4 separate regions of the Sus scrofa genome follow, and all the other regions are linked to region 1. The links are chromatin contacts, called in public Hi-C and promoter capture Hi-C maps. All regions are on one chromosome and are shown on one strand. The core of a region is the stretch at or near the end of the contact, and the rest is flanking DNA. Distances in the headings are between cores, read along the strand shown.

The links. Promoter capture Hi-C pulls out the DNA fragments that hold promoters and counts their contacts. Hi-C and Micro-C count contacts between places; a contact is called where the count stands out from the background.
Region 2: a contact with region 1 is called in a promoter capture Hi-C map of liver, with 4 times the contacts expected there. The contact joins the promoter of DECR2 here to the promoter of RAB40C in region 1. A contact is called at or near these places in 1 of 5 promoter capture datasets (liver), 3 of 47 Hi-C or Micro-C datasets (heart right ventricle, liver and skeletal muscle) and 1 of 2 datasets of contacts at active chromatin or transcription factors (alveolar macrophages).
Region 3: a Hi-C map of liver shows a contact between it and region 1, with 3 times the contacts expected there. The contact joins the promoter of MRPL28 here to the promoter of RAB40C in region 1. A contact is called at or near these places in 3 of 5 promoter capture datasets (fetal liver, fetal skeletal muscle and liver) and 1 of 47 Hi-C or Micro-C datasets (liver).
Region 4: a contact with region 1 is called in a Hi-C map of liver, with 4 times the contacts expected there. The contact joins the promoter of RPUSD1 here to the promoter of RAB40C in region 1. A contact is called at or near these places in 1 of 5 promoter capture datasets (liver) and 2 of 47 Hi-C or Micro-C datasets (liver and skeletal muscle).

What each region holds. Positions count from the first base shown.
Region 1 is chr3:41,157,822-41,162,175 of Sscrofa11.1, forward strand. It overlaps RAB40C (ras-related protein Rab-40C), which reads right to left and starts at 2,280. Exons shown (of 6, transcript XM_021086911.1): 1 at 2,053-2,280. The coding sequence starts at 2,086.
Region 2 is chr3:41,302,279-41,306,296 of Sscrofa11.1, forward strand. DECR2 (peroxisomal 2,4-dienoyl-CoA reductase) reads right to left here and starts at 1,766. Exons shown (of 8, transcript XM_005655126.3): 1 at 1,544-1,766. The coding sequence starts at 1,707. It overlaps NME4 (NME/NM23 nucleoside diphosphate kinase 4), which reads right to left. Exons shown (of 5, transcript NM_001143720.1): 5 at 3,894-4,018.
Region 3 is chr3:41,328,435-41,332,383 of Sscrofa11.1, forward strand. MRPL28 (39S ribosomal protein L28, mitochondrial) reads left to right here and starts at 1,978. Exons shown (of 5, transcript XM_005655127.3): 1 at 1,978-2,688; 2 at 3,278-3,430; 3 at 3,679-3,813; 4 at 3,900-3,949. The coding sequence starts at 2,401. TMEM8A (transmembrane protein 8A) reads left to right here. Exons shown (of 12, transcript XR_002342470.1): 10 at 129-245; 11 at 542-1,649; 12 at 1,921-1,996.
Region 4 is chr3:41,008,318-41,012,262 of Sscrofa11.1, forward strand. RPUSD1 (RNA pseudouridylate synthase domain-containing protein 1) reads left to right here and starts at 1,405. Exons shown (of 6, transcript XM_005662236.3): 1 at 1,405-1,621; 2 at 2,154-2,364; 3 at 2,438-2,561; 4 at 2,693-2,795; 5 at 2,936-3,037; 6 at 3,465-3,945. The coding sequence starts at 2,162. The coding sequence ends at 3,892. CHTF18 (chromosome transmission fidelity protein 18 homolog) reads right to left here and starts at 1,271. Exons shown (of 22, transcript XM_021086879.1): 1 at 1,122-1,271; 2 at 702-902; 3 at 480-630; 4 at 171-339. The coding sequence starts at 1,215.

The sequences.
Region 1 (4,354 bases), core at 1,030-3,529:
TCCGCACACTTCTGGCAGCTGGCCCTCCCGCTGGACCACCGTGCTTCTCCTCGGGCGGGACTCAACACGTCACGAGAAGAGCGGCAGCACACTGCCCCCGAGAGCAGGGACAGGAGGCCGGGCCACTCGCTCCAGCTGCCTCGCTGCGCCCGGCTGGAGGCAGCTCAGACCCAGGAGTCCTCGTCCTGGGAAGCCGCTGAGGCCCTGATGGAGCCCAGCCCCCCTTCAAAGCATCCCCATCTCTGGGAAAGCAGCTCAGGCGCCCACCCCCCGTCTGACTCCAGAGGACCGCTTGACTGTGGCGGGCAAGGGACCGACTCAGCCCCCCAAGGCCTCCCTCTCACACCCTTGGGGGCCTCACACTTCCTCGCCCTCCCTACAACACCACCCAGCGCTCCGGTGGGCTGGGCCCTCCAGACCCCTGCCCCTCGCTCCGTGCTTAGCAGGAAGGGCGCAGGGCCGGCCCAGGTAAGCCGACGACTCTGACGCGTCCTAAGGGGAGAAAGGGTCAAGAAGCACTGGCCACACGCTGGCGGCCAGAGCCCAGGAATTCAGCAAGCAGCGAAGGCTCACAGCAGTCAGGCAGGACTGACCAGACTCTGAGCGACAAAGCTACAGAGGAGGCGGAAGACCGGACTCCAAGGAGTAAAACTCCTCGCAAAGACGGCCCTTCCAGGAGCCCGACGGCCCCCCGGGGGACCCACGTCAACTGCGAGAAAAGAGAGGACCTCACACTGGTGCCAGAGACCTGTAGCTCTTGTGTGTTTTGGCTGCACGGCCAGAAACGTGGAAAGAACGTTTAACCCCGTCCGGATCGGGCGTTTTCGTCCAGCCCAAGGAAGGGATGCCTTGAGCCAACGGCCTGCTTTGAGGACGCCCAGCTGTGCACACCTGGCACACCTGGTGAGGCCCCGCGACCAAAGAAAAAGCCCTTCTTCCTCAGGAGTCCCTCGGCCAGATCTCTGCCCCCACGACGCCGCGGGCCCCAGAAGGGCCTCGACAAGCTCGAGCCGCAGCTCCCCCGCCCCGGCCCGAGACGCGAGGCGGACGGCAGGTCGCCGGGCGGAGCCAGGTGCGCGCGGCGGCCCGCCGGCCGGCCTTACCGTTGCTGTAGGCGTACGGAGACTCGGCTGCGCCGTCCTGCAGGCTCTCCAGGATCTCGCCCTTGCCCACGTCGCTGTCGCCCACCAGCAGGAACTTGAGCAGGTAGTCGTAGCTCTTGACTGGGCTGCCCTGCGTCCCCATCTTCGCTCACGCGCGCGCGGGCCGCACCCGCATGCCCACGGCGCCGCGGAGCCCGCTGGCGGAGGCCTCCGACCGACCTGCGTGCGCGGGCGCGGGTGAGCGAGGCCGGCGGACGGCAAGGCCGCTCCGCCCGCACCTGCTCCACCGCCCCCGCTTCGCTTCCCTTCGCCTCGCCTCAGCGCCGCCGCCGCCGCCCCGCAGCTTCCCGCACGGCGCCGAGCAGCCCCGCCACCCCGCCCCGCCCCGCGCGCCACCATTGGTCGTCCGCCGCACCCTTCCCGCGGCCATTGGCCGCTGCGCATATCCGTCAGCACTGCTAGCGCCCCTGCCCCCGCCCCCCCAGCTTCCCATACAGCGCTGCGAGACCTCGGGTCGTTCCTCCCCATCATTGCCCCGCCCCTACGCTGCTGCTGTACGTCGCACGCCGCCTCCCGCGCGGCCACTGGCCCGTGAGCACGTCCATCAAAGCTGCCCCGCCTCCATCGCTTCCCACTCAGTTCTGCGAAGACTCCAGTCGCCCCGCCCCGCCTTCACGCTGTTGCCATTGGCCCCTCGCCTCTCGCTTTCCGGGACCCTCTGATCCGCCTGCCTGTCCGTCAGCATTACGCCCCCCACCCCCCGCCGATTCCCGCAGAGCATCCGAGACTCACCGGCAAACCTGCCCACTGCCCCCGCAGCTCCTGGGCCCTAACACGCCCCCTCCGCTTCGCCATTGGCCACCGCAGCCGATCCTCCCAGAGCTACTGGACCACCTACACGTCGCTCATGGCCCTCTAAGCCCGCCCATCTTGCCCCCTATACGCTCACCAATCAGAAGCTTGGACCTCCAGGTTGTTTGCATACACCCCCTTACTTCCGCGGACTGAGCGGGACGGTGGCGGTCCCCGTTGTGAGGTGACGCGGGTGACTATGGCAGGGCTGAACCTCCTAGAAAGCTGCGGCCGCAGCTTCCGCAGAGACCCGGGCGCGTACAGTGCGGCCCCCCGGAAAGGCGCCCTCCCCACGGAGGGGGCGTGACGAGGGCGCAGTGAGACAAGATCCACCAATCGGCGCTCGGAGCGGCCGGGTAGACGGGACTTCCGTTCCCGCGCCGGGGGCGGGGCCGGGGGATGGTGAGGTGGGGGCGGGCGCCGGGTTTCTTGTGGGGAAGGTGGTGAGTGGGGGCGCGGGTGAGGGGCGGGGAGACGAGGCAGGGCGCGAGGGTAGGGACGGTGAAATGAGGCGGTGGCAGGAACTTGGAATTACCTGGGTCGGGGCGCAGGGGCAGCGAGGTGAGGCTTGGTTGCAGGCGGCGAGGCGGGGACTCCAGCGCAGCTCTGTCCCCGCCCCTCGCGTCTGCCCCGTTCCCTGGGCAAGTCTTGCAGGTGACAGCGCGGCTCTCAAGGCCGCTGCAGAAAGGGGGTCGGCCTGCATGTCGTCCTCTAGCCCCAGAGACGACGGCAGCACTGGCTGTGAGCCGCCCACCCTGGGAAGAGTCGGGGTCAGGCCAGGTGGGGCACCCAGGAGGGCCCAGGAAGAGGGTCCGGGGGAGCCTGTAGGAGGAAGTGACTTTGGGTTGTTTACAGAATGGATAGGTTATGAAAAGGTGTGAACAGTTGTGAAGATACAATTTTATTCTGCAAAATAGAAAGTAAAGCAAAATATACCCTCTTCACCCATTAGATTGGCAACATTACTTGTGGCACCTAGGATGTAGGGTGACAGCTCTCTGGCAGGGAGGTTGGACAACTTAGTAAGTAATTCCATATTTCATTTAGTCGGGAGAAGTTCTCAAAAACAAGCTCATGAATTTCACTGTTGGAGTTCCCACAGGGGGTTAAGAATCTGATTGCAGCTGCTTGGGTCTCTGGGGAGGAATGGGTTTGATCCCCAAACTGGCACAATGGGCGAAAGATCCCGCACTGCTGCAGCTCACAGCTGTGGCTCAGATTCAGTCCCTGGCCCAGGAACTTCCATGTGCCACAGGTGTGGCCATAAAATTTTTTTGGATTAAAAAATAAAGAATTTCACTCTAGGAGTTCCCCTTGCGGCACAGCGGAAAAGAATCCGACTAGGATCCATGAGGTTGTGGGTTCGATCCCTGGCCTTGCTCAGTGGGTTAAGGATCCGGTGTTGCCGTGAGCTGTGGTGTAGGTCACAGGCATGGCTCAGATCCTGCATTGCTGTGGCTCCTATTCAGCCACTAGCCTGGGAACCTCCATATGCTGTGGGTATCGCCCTAAGAAGAAAAAAAAAAAAAAACAAAGCTTGTGCGTGACTGTTCACAGCGTCATTAATCACAATAGCCAAGAAGTGGAAACAACCCAAATATCCACCAACAGATCAACTGATAAACAAAAGGCGGGTCTACCCACACAATGCGTGTTCATCCATAAGAGGACTAAAGGACAGATACGTGCTACACTCCATTTCTGCGCAGAGTCCAGAATAAGCAAACAGGGAGGGAGCAGATGCGTGGCTGCCGGGGCCGGGGGTGGGGGTGGGGGCAGAGGGAAGAGCAGTGAGTGACTGCTTCGTGGGTACGGCATCTCTTTGGGGACGAAAATGTTCTAAAACTGATGATTGTGGTACTACGGGGTAAAGCCATTACAAAAAACGAATTGAGTGGCACCTTTGTGGTGAATCGATGGTACGGGAGATGTGCCTCCCTAAAGCCGTTAAGAATAATCAGGAGAAAGCTGACAAGGCCGGGCCAACCCGGCCTCAGCAGATGAAGCAGCTGGGAGAAGATGCGCAGGAGGTGGGCTCCGAAAAAGTAGGTCTGGGCAGAGGGCACCAGAGGTCATCACAGCAGCCAAACCCTGCGCCTCTGGGCTGCACTGAGGATGGCTCGGCTGGCACATCTGTTCCATGGCTGAGAAACAGGGCAGCAAGACGTTTCCTGCCGCGGGGTCACTGGGCCTGGGCCGTGTCTCCAGGAGCAGGCGGTCTTCACAGGAGCAGACCCCTGCGTGAAACGGAGTGGCAAACCCCCACCAGTGGCCACGACCCACATGGATCCTGCTTTTTCATTTTTCTGCAGTGCCTGGAATGCTTCCTATTGGGCAGGCACCAAGCACCTCGTGAGCCAGCACCTGGGCCTCTCTCACCTGCCTTCAGGGAGGCTCTC
Region 2 (4,018 bases), core at 516-3,015, 140 kb after region 1:
TAGGTCACAGATTCGGTTGGGATCCCTTGTTGTTGTGGCTGTGGTGTAGGCCAGCAGCTATACTCTGATTAGACCCCTAGCCTGGACCCCTCCATATGCCGCAGGTGCAGCCCTAAAAAGCAAAAAAAAAAAAAAAAAAAAAAGAAATTCCAGAAACTGGGAGTTCCCGTCTTGGCACAGTGGAAACAAATCCAACCAGTATCCATGAGGACCCAGGTTCACTCCCTGGCTTTGTTCAGTGGGTTAAAGATTGGCGTTAGGAGTTCCTTTCGTGGCTCAGCTGTTAACCAAGCCAACTAGGAGCCAAGAGAATGTGGGTTGGATTCCTGGCCTCACTCAGTGGGTTAAGGATCCCACACTGCCGTGAGCTTCAGTGTAGTTGGCAGACGAGGCTCCCGATCCAGTGTTGCTGTGGCTGTGCCATAGGCAGGCAGCTGAAGGTCTGATTTAACCCCTAGCCTGGGAACTTCCATATTCCATGGGTACGGCTAAAGAAAAAAAGAATACAGAAACTGTTGTCAGATTAAGTAGCAACACCAAAGATCAAGATTAGCCTGAAGCACTCAACCACTCAGTCAATTGGAACCAAAAAGCTGATAAAGTAACCTTTTCTGGAGTTCCCGTCGTGGCACAGTGGTTAACAAATCTGACTAGGAACCATGAGGTTGCGGGTTCGGTCCCTGCCCTTGCTCAGTGGGTTAACGATCCGGCGTTGCCGTGAGCTGTGGTGTAGGTTGCAGACGCGGCTCGGATCCCTCGTTGCTGTGGCTCTGGTGTAGGCCGGTGGCTGCGGCTCCGATTGGACCCCTAGCCTGGGAATCTCCATATGCCGCGGGAGCGGCCCAAGAAATAACAGAAAAAAAAAAAAAGTAACCTTTTCTGATTCTCCTGACTTCAGTCACCTAAAGTTTGGACTCTGTCAACCAGCCAAGCGCCTTCATGAAGTAACATGTACACTTAGATTAAAATTGACCCAACTCCTTCTTTCTTTTTTCTTTTTTTTTTTTTTGTCCTTTTAGGGCCGCACCTGACGTACAAGGAAGTTTCCAGGCTAGGGTCAGATCCGAGCTGTAGCTGCCTGTCCCTGCCACAGCCACCTGGAATCCGAACGGCCTCTGTGACCTACACCACAGCTCACTGCGACGCCAGATCTTTAACCCATTGGGCAAGGCCAGGGATCAAATCTGGGTCCTCATGGATAATAGTTGGACGCTTACGGCTGGGCCAGAACAGGAACTCCAAAACTTCCCCAAGTAACAAATTCTTCCTTCTCCCCACGTTTGGTTTGGTCGCGCTGCACACTCTCAGGATTACCAGTAAATACCCACCACCGGCCAAGACAAACAGAATGTGCTGCAGATTCCAAAGACCAGAACACTAGCACCTGCATCTAACTACCGGGCACCCAGACATGTGGATAGTCTGGTTGCAAGACATGGGATCCTCACACGTCCCAGGAAAACCGCAGTACCCTGCCGCCCGCACCCCAGGCGCCCGCGGACCCCTGCCCCGCTCCCTGGGGCGCCCCTGATGCGGCCCTCACTGAAGCAAGTCCGGGCAAAACAGGTGGCGATACTCCGGCAGACAGTCGTCCTCTGCAACGTCGGGCGGTAGGTGGGTCATGGCGATCGCTGTGGCCTGGACAGCGAAGAGCGCGGACTGGGAGGATCTGGATGGCACGCTCTGCCCCCGGAGACGCGCAGACATCTGCGGGCGCACACCTCAGCGGCCCGTCCAATCAGTCTCGCCCAGCCCGATTCCAAGGAAGCCCCGCCCCGTTGCCCGCCCACCCCGCGCGCCTCCTTTAAAGGCCCCGCCCACTCCTCAGGAGCCCCGCCCCCATACCGCCTGGCACGCTCCCCCACGCCGCGACCGCACAGCCTGCTGGGATTGAAAGTCGGTCCCGGCTCCTGAGCAGGCGCAGTGCAGCCGGCCAGGTCTCAGGGCGGGGTCTGGGTGAGGCGGCGGGTGGGGGGGCTCTTATTAGACCGGGAGGACTCGGTGCCTGGGGCGGAGCCAGCTGGACGCAGAAACAGACCGTTGGTTCCTGGACTTTGGCCTCGCTGTGCTTTTAAGACACCTGATCTAAGCACGCCCCACGTTTAAAAGCTCTTTCGTCCTGGACGCGCCCCTCCTCGCATAAAAGTGACACAGGAAAAGACGGAAGGGGACTAGAGCCATGAAATCTGGAAGGCCGTTCCCTGCAGTGACTAGCCCCATAGGCAGCTCCCAACATGACCCTTTGTGGCCAGTGAAGGTCAGGGAGTTCCTGAGGTGGCAAATGGAAGCGAATTGGACTAGTAACCATGAGATTGTGGGTTCGGTGCCCGGCCTCGCGCAGTGAGTTAAGGATCTGGTGTTGCCCTGTGGTGTAGGTCGCCCATATGACTCTGATCCTGCCTTGCTGTGGCGCAGGCCCACAGCTGTAGCTCTGATTTGATCCCTAGCCTGGGAACCTCCATATGCCTCGGGTTGTGCCCTAAAAAGAAAAAAGAAAGGTCAGGACACTGGAGTTGGGAGTTCCCATCAGGGCACAGTGGGAACAAAACAAATCTGACTAGTATCCATGGGGATGTGGGTTCCATCCCTGGGCTTGCTCAGTGGGTCAGCGATCTGGCGTTGCCACAGGCTGTGGTGTAGGTCGCAGACACGGTTCGGATCCCTTGTGGCTGTGGCACAAGCCAGCAGCTGTAGATCTGATTTGACTCCTAGCCTGGGTACTTCCACATGTCGAGGGTGCATCACCCCCACAAACAAAGCAAAAACAAACAAACTTCAGGATACTGGAGTTTCCTTGCTGTGGGGCAAGGGGATTGGCCGTGTCTCTGCAACACTGGGATGCAGGTTCAATACGCAGGCAGACCCAGTGGGTTGGTGCAGTGGCTTGCAGCTGTAGCTTGGATCTGTTCTCAAGCTAGGAGCAACAAATGCCAATGAAGTTGTGAGAAGTGAACTACGGCTCTGGCCTGGCAGGTATAATGATGTGCAGTGTCACTGTGACAGGTGATCGGGGACACAGCTGGGGATGAAGTGTGAGCGACATGTGTAGTGTCACTGCAGTCACCAGGCTTTCTGCCTCAGCCCCCTGCCTTCCCCTTCCTGCTACCCCCCCATCCTGTCCATAGCTCCAGGACTCGTCTCGGGTTCCCCAGATTTCAGACAGGTCCCTGGAGCTCTGCCAATCTCATACACTCGACAGGGTCACTGATGCCCTCCTAGGGTGCCAGATGGGAAGCTTCCTTTCTACTTTCACACTGCCCACCACTTGGTCTTAACGCCTCATCTCTCCCTCAGCGACAGGAGAGGCCATAATGAGCATTCCGTACACAAAGCACAGCACATTTTGATGTCCCCACTTTGGGGGGAAAAGAGGTCATGCTACCAACATTTCAGGAGACCTCGAAGCTTGTCTGGCACTGTGGTACCAAAGGGATTTGGTCCTGAAAGTCCCGCTGTGGCTTAGCGGGTTAAGAACCTGACTGGTATCCATGGGGATGCAGGTTCCCTCAGTGGGTTAAGGTTAGGGCATTGCTGCAAGCTGCAGTGTAGGTCGAAGATGTGGCTTGGATCTGGTGTTGCTGTAGCTGTGGTGTAGGCCGGCAGCCAAGGCTCCGATTCAATGCCTAGCCTGGGAACTTCCATGTGCCACGGGTGCAGCCATAAAAAGACCAAAAAAGAAAGAGAGCCCTCTGTGGCGCCTTGGGATAATGAGCTGGCTCGTCCCTGTGGAGGCACCGGATTGCCCCCTGGCCCCACACAGTGGGTTAAGGATCTGGTGTTGATGCAGCTGTGGCACATGTCGCAGCTCCGGCTTGGATTCAACCCCTGAGCCAGGAATGTCCACAGGCCACAGGTGTGGCCAGAAAAGCAATCAAACAAACAAACGAAAAGGATTTGATGCAGTCGTGTGCTGGCTTAGGATACTGCAAGGCACATAAAGTCGGTGGTTCAACCCCTGTGGGCTGGGGTGGGCACAAGGTGGACGAGCAGGTGGTCTGGGACATTCGGGCAGAGTGTG
Region 3 (3,949 bases), core at 728-3,227, 170 kb after region 1:
TCGCCTGCTCTGCCAGCTGGGCACGGGGGCAGTGGGATGGCGGCAGGGCCACTCCACCTGCTCCCGCTGAGCCGTGTGCCGTCCGCCTGGCTCCCACAACCTTGCGGCCTTCCCTTTGTGTCACCCAGGTTCTGTTTCTCCTGGGCACCCTGGTCTTCGCCATGTCCTTGCAGCTGGACCGCAGGGCCGCCTGGAACATGCTGGGGCCGTGCCTCTTTGCCATCGTGGTTATGGTCACCATGTGGGTAAGTGGCTGGGGCAGGGCTGTGGTGCCGCCCAGACGCCGTGCCCTGGCAATCGGGATACATGATCCATAGAGGAGGACAGGGCCTGGTCCCGCCTTCGGGCCATGGTCCGGGTCCTGGGCCCGAACCCTCTGCATCTGCGGAGGGCCCCCTGTGGTTTCATGCCTGAGGCCTGGGGACCCTCAGGTCTTTGTGCGCTTGAACCCCCACCAAGCAGCCCACGCTCCCAGACCTGGGCGAGCCCTTGGCAGCCCTGGTTGCAGCCCCTGCGCCGACACGCAAGTGCTTTCCTCCAGGTGTACCGCTGCGGGCGCCGACGCCGCTGCTACCCGCCCTCCTGGCAGCGCTGGGTCTTCTACCTCCTGCCTGGCATCGCCATGGCCTCTGTGGCCATTGCCATCTACACCGCCATGATGACCAGCGACAACTATTACTACACCCACAGCATCTGGCACATGCTGCTGGCTGGCAGCGCTGCGTTCCTGCTGCCACCAAGGGACCAACACACCGAGCCCTGGGCCTGCTCCCAGAAGCTCACCTGCCACTATGATATCTGCAGGAACCGCCAGGAAGAGCTGTACACAGTGACATGACGTGGCCCGCTTGGGGACACCTGCGGCTTTGATGATTTCTCCGGCCAGGGGCAGGACCAGGGGAGAGGTACCCTGTCCAGATGGATTTCCAGCCGAATAAAATTGCACTGCTGTGCTCTCACTTCCTCCTCCTCCGGAGGCAAGGCCACACCCCCAGCTCCCTTATGCCTACTGGCTGCCAGCTACCCGGTCCCTCTGCAGGGCCCAGCGGGTGTCTGCAGTGGCTCCTGAGGCCTGGCCCTGGCTGCCTGGAGACCACAGGTACCAAGTGGGGAAGCCCCTGTGGTCTGCTGGCCTGGAGATGGTTGGAGGGAAACGTAGAGTAAGATGGCTGTGTCGCCCTGTTCCTGTGTGAGGCTGTGCTCTGGCACTTAGGCTGGTAGCTGTGCCGCCGCGTGGCTCCTTGACCCCTTGTGCCCCAGCAGGATGCCCCCTGCTGATGCATTTGCCACGGGAAGGGGCGATCGTGCCAAGGGAGCTGATGGCACTGGGTGGCCTAAGGGCTAGCTGCCACGAGGGCATGGGGAAGGCTGGCTTCTGGCTGGCTGGCCACCCCTACCCCTTCACGTTGGCTCCAAAACTGGGAGGCCTTCGTGGAGAGGAGGCTCCAAGATGCTCTGGGAGTGCTGGGCTCCCAGGGCACACCTTGTCCCAACTCTACCCCACTGCCCTCTGGGTTCCTGGGCCCTTGTCTAGTGAGCATCTCCTTGAGAAGAGAAGGGGACGGCGGCCACCCTGACCTCGCTCAAACACGTGTCTGCAGAGGGGGCTCCTGGGGACCTGGCCTAACCTCTCTCGTGGTGAAAGCAGGGTAAGGGCTGCTGACCACCCCAGGAGGCCCTCCCTAAGGTAGGCTGCGGGGGGCCACTGTCAGTGTGAGGGTGCTGAGCCCAGGGTGGGTGGGGGCCCGCAGCCCTCTCACCTCTGGACCTGGCATCTTGCCTTCCGAGTCCCATCCAGGATATGGCCTCCCGGGAGGCTTCCCACACCCGCAGTTACCCAGCACTTGGCCACCGTAGCATTCTCCAGGCTTGTAATGGGGAAATATTTATATAAGGTATTTCGGGGGGGGATTTTTTCAGACATTGAAGACATTTTTCTGTAGCTCTGATTTCACTGTGATTGATGAATTTAATATTCTACACTGATGTTTCAAGGTAAAAAGAGTCTTTGCATTGCTTTCTGCGCTCGTTCTGGGAGGAGGGAAGGTGGCCAAGCCTCTGGAAACGGGCCCATTCTTGCCGGCCCCACACTTGCCGACGATCCCTGGGGCTGCCACCATCTCTGCAGGAAGTTTTCCACGGTCCCTAAGGACCAAAGAGGGGGCGGGACGAGCTGGGTAGACGGACTGGCTTGCAGCCAATCAGCGGCGGTTGGAGAGCAGGGTGCCGCGGCACGACTTCCGTTTCCGGCGAGGCCCTGGGCTCCGGAGGCTGGCGCGGCTGATCCTGGCTTGCAGTGGGAGTCACGCGGCTTTGCGCGCGGGGCCGGGGTGAGGGTGTTGTCCCACGTCCGGCCGCCGCGCGTGACCGCGGTCCCTGCCTCCCGCCAGCCTCGCCGCGATGCCCTTGCACAAGGTCCCTGTCGGCCTGTGGAAGCAGCTCCGGCTGTGGGAGGGCATCTATTCCCGCCTGCCCCGGCACTACCTGCGCTCCCTGGAGGAGGCGCGGACGCCCACTCCCGTGCACTACAGGCCTCACGGGGCCAAGTTCAAGATCAACCCCAAGAACTGGCAGCGGGAGCGCGTGGAGGACGTGCCCATTCCGGTTCACTACCCCCCGGAGTCCCAGCTGGGGCTGTGGGGCGGCGAGGGCTGGGTGCTGGGTCACAGATACGTCAACAACGACAAGGTGAGCGAGCAGGACGGGCTGGCGCGGTACCTCCCGGGCCTTGCCGCCCGGCTCCGGCTGGGGTCTGGAGGTACCTGGAGAGGAAGGGGACTCTGCTCGGGAGGAGGGCTTACGGCCCGGCGGACACAGCTCCTTTCAGGATGGGGAGGAGGCCTGAGTCTTGAGAGGGGGTGGGGGGCGAGGCCTAAGGAGACCTGTCGGCTTCACCCTCACCCCCACCTATCCTGACACCGGCAAGGCTGGCACTGCCCTGCCCCCTTTAGAATGGTCGAGAGACTAACCCGGGGGGCAGATCACCCCAGTCCGCCCCTGATGCCCCCAGTGCCTTGCTGCCTCTGATGGGGAACCTGGAGGAGCTGCCGAGCCCTCGGGGTGGGGATTTGTGTCTTTGATGTCTCCTTGGCCTTTGGGCCCTTAGGCTCTGGTTTGGACCGTGAAACCCCGTGGACCCTGCAGTTACGGTTGTGTGTGACCCTGCCACCTCGGCAGGGTCGGGGGAGAAGCGGACCTCTGGGCAGCCAGGCCCCCGAGTGGAGGCTGACAGGTGCAGCTCCCCGGCCCGATGTCACCAAGCCTCTTGCTCCCTCAGCTCTCCAAGAGAGTGAGGAAGGTGTGGAAGCCGCAGCTGTTCCAGCGCGAGCTCTACAGTGAGATCCTGGACAAGCGGTTCACCGTGACCGTGACCATGCGCACCCTGGACCTCATCGACCAGGCCTGCGGCTTCGACTTCTACATCCTCAAGGCAAGGACAGCGGGGTCCCCACTGAGATGTCATCGGCACCCTGTCCCCCCGACCCCCACAGCCCCAGTGGGAGTCCGTCGCTGCGGCAGCCGCCCCGCTTCACCTCCTCTGCTCTCAGACCTTTCTCTGTTCTGGCCCCCGGGTGCTGGGCTGGCCTGGGTGCTGCCAGCAGCTGGCGTGGAGGCTGAAGGGGGCGGGGGGCGGGACCCTGCCTGAAGCACCGGGTCCCATGTGGAGCCTCCTGCCAGACCCCCAAGGAGGACCTGTGCTCCAAGTTCGGGATGGACCTGAAGCGGGGGATGCTGCTGCGGCTTGCCCGACAGGACCCCCAGCTGCACCCGGACGACCCCGCCAGGAGGGCGGCCATCTACGACAGGTACAAGGTAAGGAGTAAGCCTGTACCTCCTGCCTCTCACGGGCCCCTGGCCGGCTGCCCCGGCCTCATCGACCCTGGTCTCTGCCCGCCCAGGCGTTCGTCATCCCCGAGGCAGAGGCCGAGTGGGTTGGCCTGACGTTGGA
Region 4 (3,945 bases), core at 155-2,654, 150 kb before region 1:
GAGAAGAGGAGAGAAGGAGGGAAGAGGAGAAGGGTGGGGAGAGAAGGGAGAAGGTGGCGCTCCCAAGCATCCCCTAGAGACCAGAGGCCAGGTGGTCCTCCTGAGGGGTCCTCGTGGTCAGATTCAGGATAGGCTGTGCAGGCCCCTGCTTGTGGCTGCACAGAACCCACCTGCACCCCAGTGCCCACTGGGTCATCCCTCAGCACCAGAAAAGCACGGTCGCCGCCCGTGGAGGTGACGTTGATGTAGTCCTCCAACACAGGGGGCCGCCTCAGGACAGGATTGCGGGCGGCTGGCGAGGCTCCGGTGCAGCCCTCCTCAGCCCCAGTGTCCGAGGGTCTGGGAAGGGACCAGGGCCATCTCGAGATCCACCCTCGGTTACCCAGCCCTCCCAAAGGCACAGAGCCCTTGGGATCTTTGTCCCAGGAACAGGATCCTTCCAAGGTCCCCCCAGGAAACCTGTGCCCTAGGCCACACACCCGCTGCCCCACAGCTCAGCGGGGACCTCAGGACTCGGTGGCAGAATGATGTCCCGAGTGGGGGAATCAGGAGGCAGCAGATCTTCCATTTCGTCGGGCCTGAAGTTCAGCCTCCTGGCGGCCTCCAGCCTGGACCGTTTGATCCTAGGGGCTGGGGAGAAACAGCGGTCCTTCCCCGGCCTCACATCCCACCCCTACAGCTTTGAACCCCTGCAAACGTACTAGGAGGCAGGGATATGGTCCCCTGGATGTCAGCCGTCAGCTGCCTCTTCTTGGCACCGCCACTACCGCCTTTTGGAGGTCTGCCTGGAGAACAGTGAGTGGCAGCGTCCCCTCCAGCAATGGCCTCCTCGAACGTCAGGCGGGGCCGGCCCATGGTGGGGGCAGGCCGGAGGCTCCTGGAAGGTGTCAGGGCGGCTGTTCCTGCGGAGAGAAGACTCACTGCAGCCGCTCAGGGCAGCCCGTCGGCACAAACAGCACAGCCACAGCTTCTGCGGTGCGCGGCGCTGCAGCGCCGAGCTCTCTCTAAAGGCGGTTCCTGCCTCCCGGCCTTGGCGCTTCCCCTCCCCTCCCAGCAGCCCTCCCGAACGCCCCGGGCAAGCCGGGATCCTCCCGAACTACCCGGGACGAGCTCGCACCCACCTTCCAGCTCCGCCAGCACCTCCAGCTCAGCTGCGAACTGGCTGTCGAAGTCATCATCCTCTACACCGTACAGCTCCCGCTCGTAGTCCTCCATGGCCCGCCAGCCACTGGCTCCGAACCTCCCGCGCCGCGCGCGCAGCCCACGCCCGGAACGTCCCGGCGCCGCCAATCAATGGCAGGCGTGCCCGGCGGCTCACGCCATTGGTCAGTGGGCGGGGGCGGGGTGGGGCGGGGGCGGGGCTGCTCGGGCAGGCTGGGCGGGCCAGAGTCTGTGCGCTGAGACTGGAGCGGTGGATCCTAGGCGCTCTCCATTGGTCAGCAGGGCCGCCAATCTATGCGTGGGCGGGGACGGGGGCGCGCAGGCCCAGCCCTGAGAGGTTTAGCTCTGCGGTCGCCACGGCAGTTCCGGTGCCCCTAGGCCACAAGGCGTGGAGACTCGAGGGCAGGAGCCAGGGCCGGTCGGAGGCATCGGGGTCCTGGACGGCGCAGCCGAGCTGCAGGTCGGTTCTGGAGTGGGCCGGGGCGCGAGGGGCTCACAGCCGAAGTCCGACAAGCACCCCTCGGCCTGTGCCCATCGGACGCGGGAGGCTGGGGTTCCACGGAGCGGAGGCAGAGCAGGGGGTGTCTACGTGGGCAATGGAGGCACTATTCTCTGCCCTGAACCCAGCCTCACTCGGAAAAAGGCCCCTGTCGCGCGGCCGGAGCCTCTCTGGGAAGGGCTCCAGGAGGCAGGGTGGAAAGCAAGATTGCTTCTCCCCAGGCCCAGGTCCTTGGGCAGGACGGCCCCAGGCGAGCCCAGAGCAACTGGCCAGGCACACCCCCCGCCCCCACCCCCCCCCCAAGCTGGTAGATACTCTGCTACTTGACTCAGGGGTGAGGGTGCAGGCGCCCAGTAGGTCTACGAGCTTGCCTGACAGATAGCTTCCACAGTTTCAGACCCAGGACCCCGGGGAGCCAGGGTGTCCATGCCAGGTGAGCAGAACTCTGACGTGGGCACCCAGGAACCCCACTCCACGCACTTCCGTGTTGCAGGCACCACCATGGAGCCAGGCAGCGTGGAGAACCTGTGCGTTGTATACAGGAGCCATGACTTCCTGGTGGTGAACAAGCACTGGGACGTGCGCATCGACAGCAAGGCTTGGAGGGAGACGCTGACCCTCCAGAAGCAGCTGCGGCACCGCTTCCCAGAGCTGGCTGACCCTGACACCTGCTACGGGTTCAGGTGTGCAGGAATGGGGCACAGGTACCCACAGCAGCCTCTGTGGGGAGGAAGCAACCCCCAGCCCAGCCACCGCTGACCCTCTGCCCTACGCCAGGTTCTGCCACCAGCTGGACTTCTCCACCAGTGGGGCGCTCTGTGTGGCCCTGAACAAGGCGGCCGCAGGCAGTGCCTACAGGTGCTTCAAGGACCGGCGGGTCACCAAGGCTTATCTGGCGCTGGTAAGGCTCAGCTGGCCGCTGGGGCAGAGGACTCCAACTCTCCGTCCGCTGTCACAGGCTCTGACTGTCAGCCGGGCTCCCCAGCAGTGGCGGGTGGCCCCTTTAGCAACATGTGACTTCCTGCCTGGCAGGTGCGGGGGCACATCCAGGAGAGCCGGGTGACCATCAGCTATGCCATCGGCAAGAACAGCACAGAAGGCCGGACCCACACCATGTGCATTGAGGGCACACAAGGTGCAGAGGGGCCGGGGACGGGGGCCAGGGACACAGGGACCTTGCATGGGCTGGGGCAACCCAGGCGGGTGGCCTGGGCTGGGGTGGACTCGCCCTCGGAGCTGGCCCAACCGATTCGGAGCTTGCCTTGCTCCCCCTAGGCTGTGAGAACCCCAAACCAAGCCTCACAGAGCTGGTAGTCCTGGAACACGGGCTGTACGGAGGTGATCCTGTCTCCAAAGTACTGCTGCAGCCTCTCACAGGTGCGTCCAGGGCAGGGGCCAGGCAGCTGTCCGGCTCCTTGCCCTGCTGATAGTTCTTGCCCCGGGCATCTTCTCACGCAGAGCACTGAAGCATCCCCCTCGTACAGGAAAAGAACCTGGCTGGTGTCGCCCAGCATCTGGCCAGGTGACTCCTCCCCCACAGTCAGCCTTGCACCCTGCAGGCTCTTGCCCCACGCAGGGTCTCTCGGGCCCGGGTTCTCCAGCAGGTCGAGCACAGCCCTGGCGCTGCCCTCGCTCGGGGCCCCCGTAGAAGCCACTTCCATTCTGAGCTCTGCCATCTTTGGTCATGAATCTGGGAGGTCTGCTGTCCCCAGGAGCTCCATGAGGCGCCAAGGCCTTGACGGGGGACTGTGGTGGTGGGCATAGGCCCCGCTCCCCCCTGACTGGCCCCGTCTCCTCCCCAAAGGCCGGACACACCAGCTGCGCGTGCACTGCAGCGCCCTCGGCCACCCCATCGTGGGAGACCTGACCTACGGCCAGGCCTCCGGCCGGGAGGACCAGCCCTTCCGCATGATGCTCCACGCCTTCTACCTGCGCGTCCCCACGTGCACGGAGCGCGTGGAAGCCTGCACGCCCGACCCCTTCGTGCCTGCCCTTGATGCCTGCTGGAGCCCCCACACCCTGTTGCAGCCCCTGGACACGCTCATCCAGGTCCTGCGGACTGCCCCAGACCCTGGCCCCACAGAAGGGGGCGCCGGACCCTGCAGCCCCTCCGCACCCCTGCCTGGGCCAGGCCAACCCCCACTGCCTCCTGCCAAGCCCCCTGAGACAGAGGCACAGCGGGCCTCGTGCCTGCAGTGGCTGTCGGAGTGGACGCTGGAGCCGGACAACTGAGAGTGGCATGATGGGTGGGGGTGGCAGGCCGGGCCCCTGAGGCAGGTGGGGTG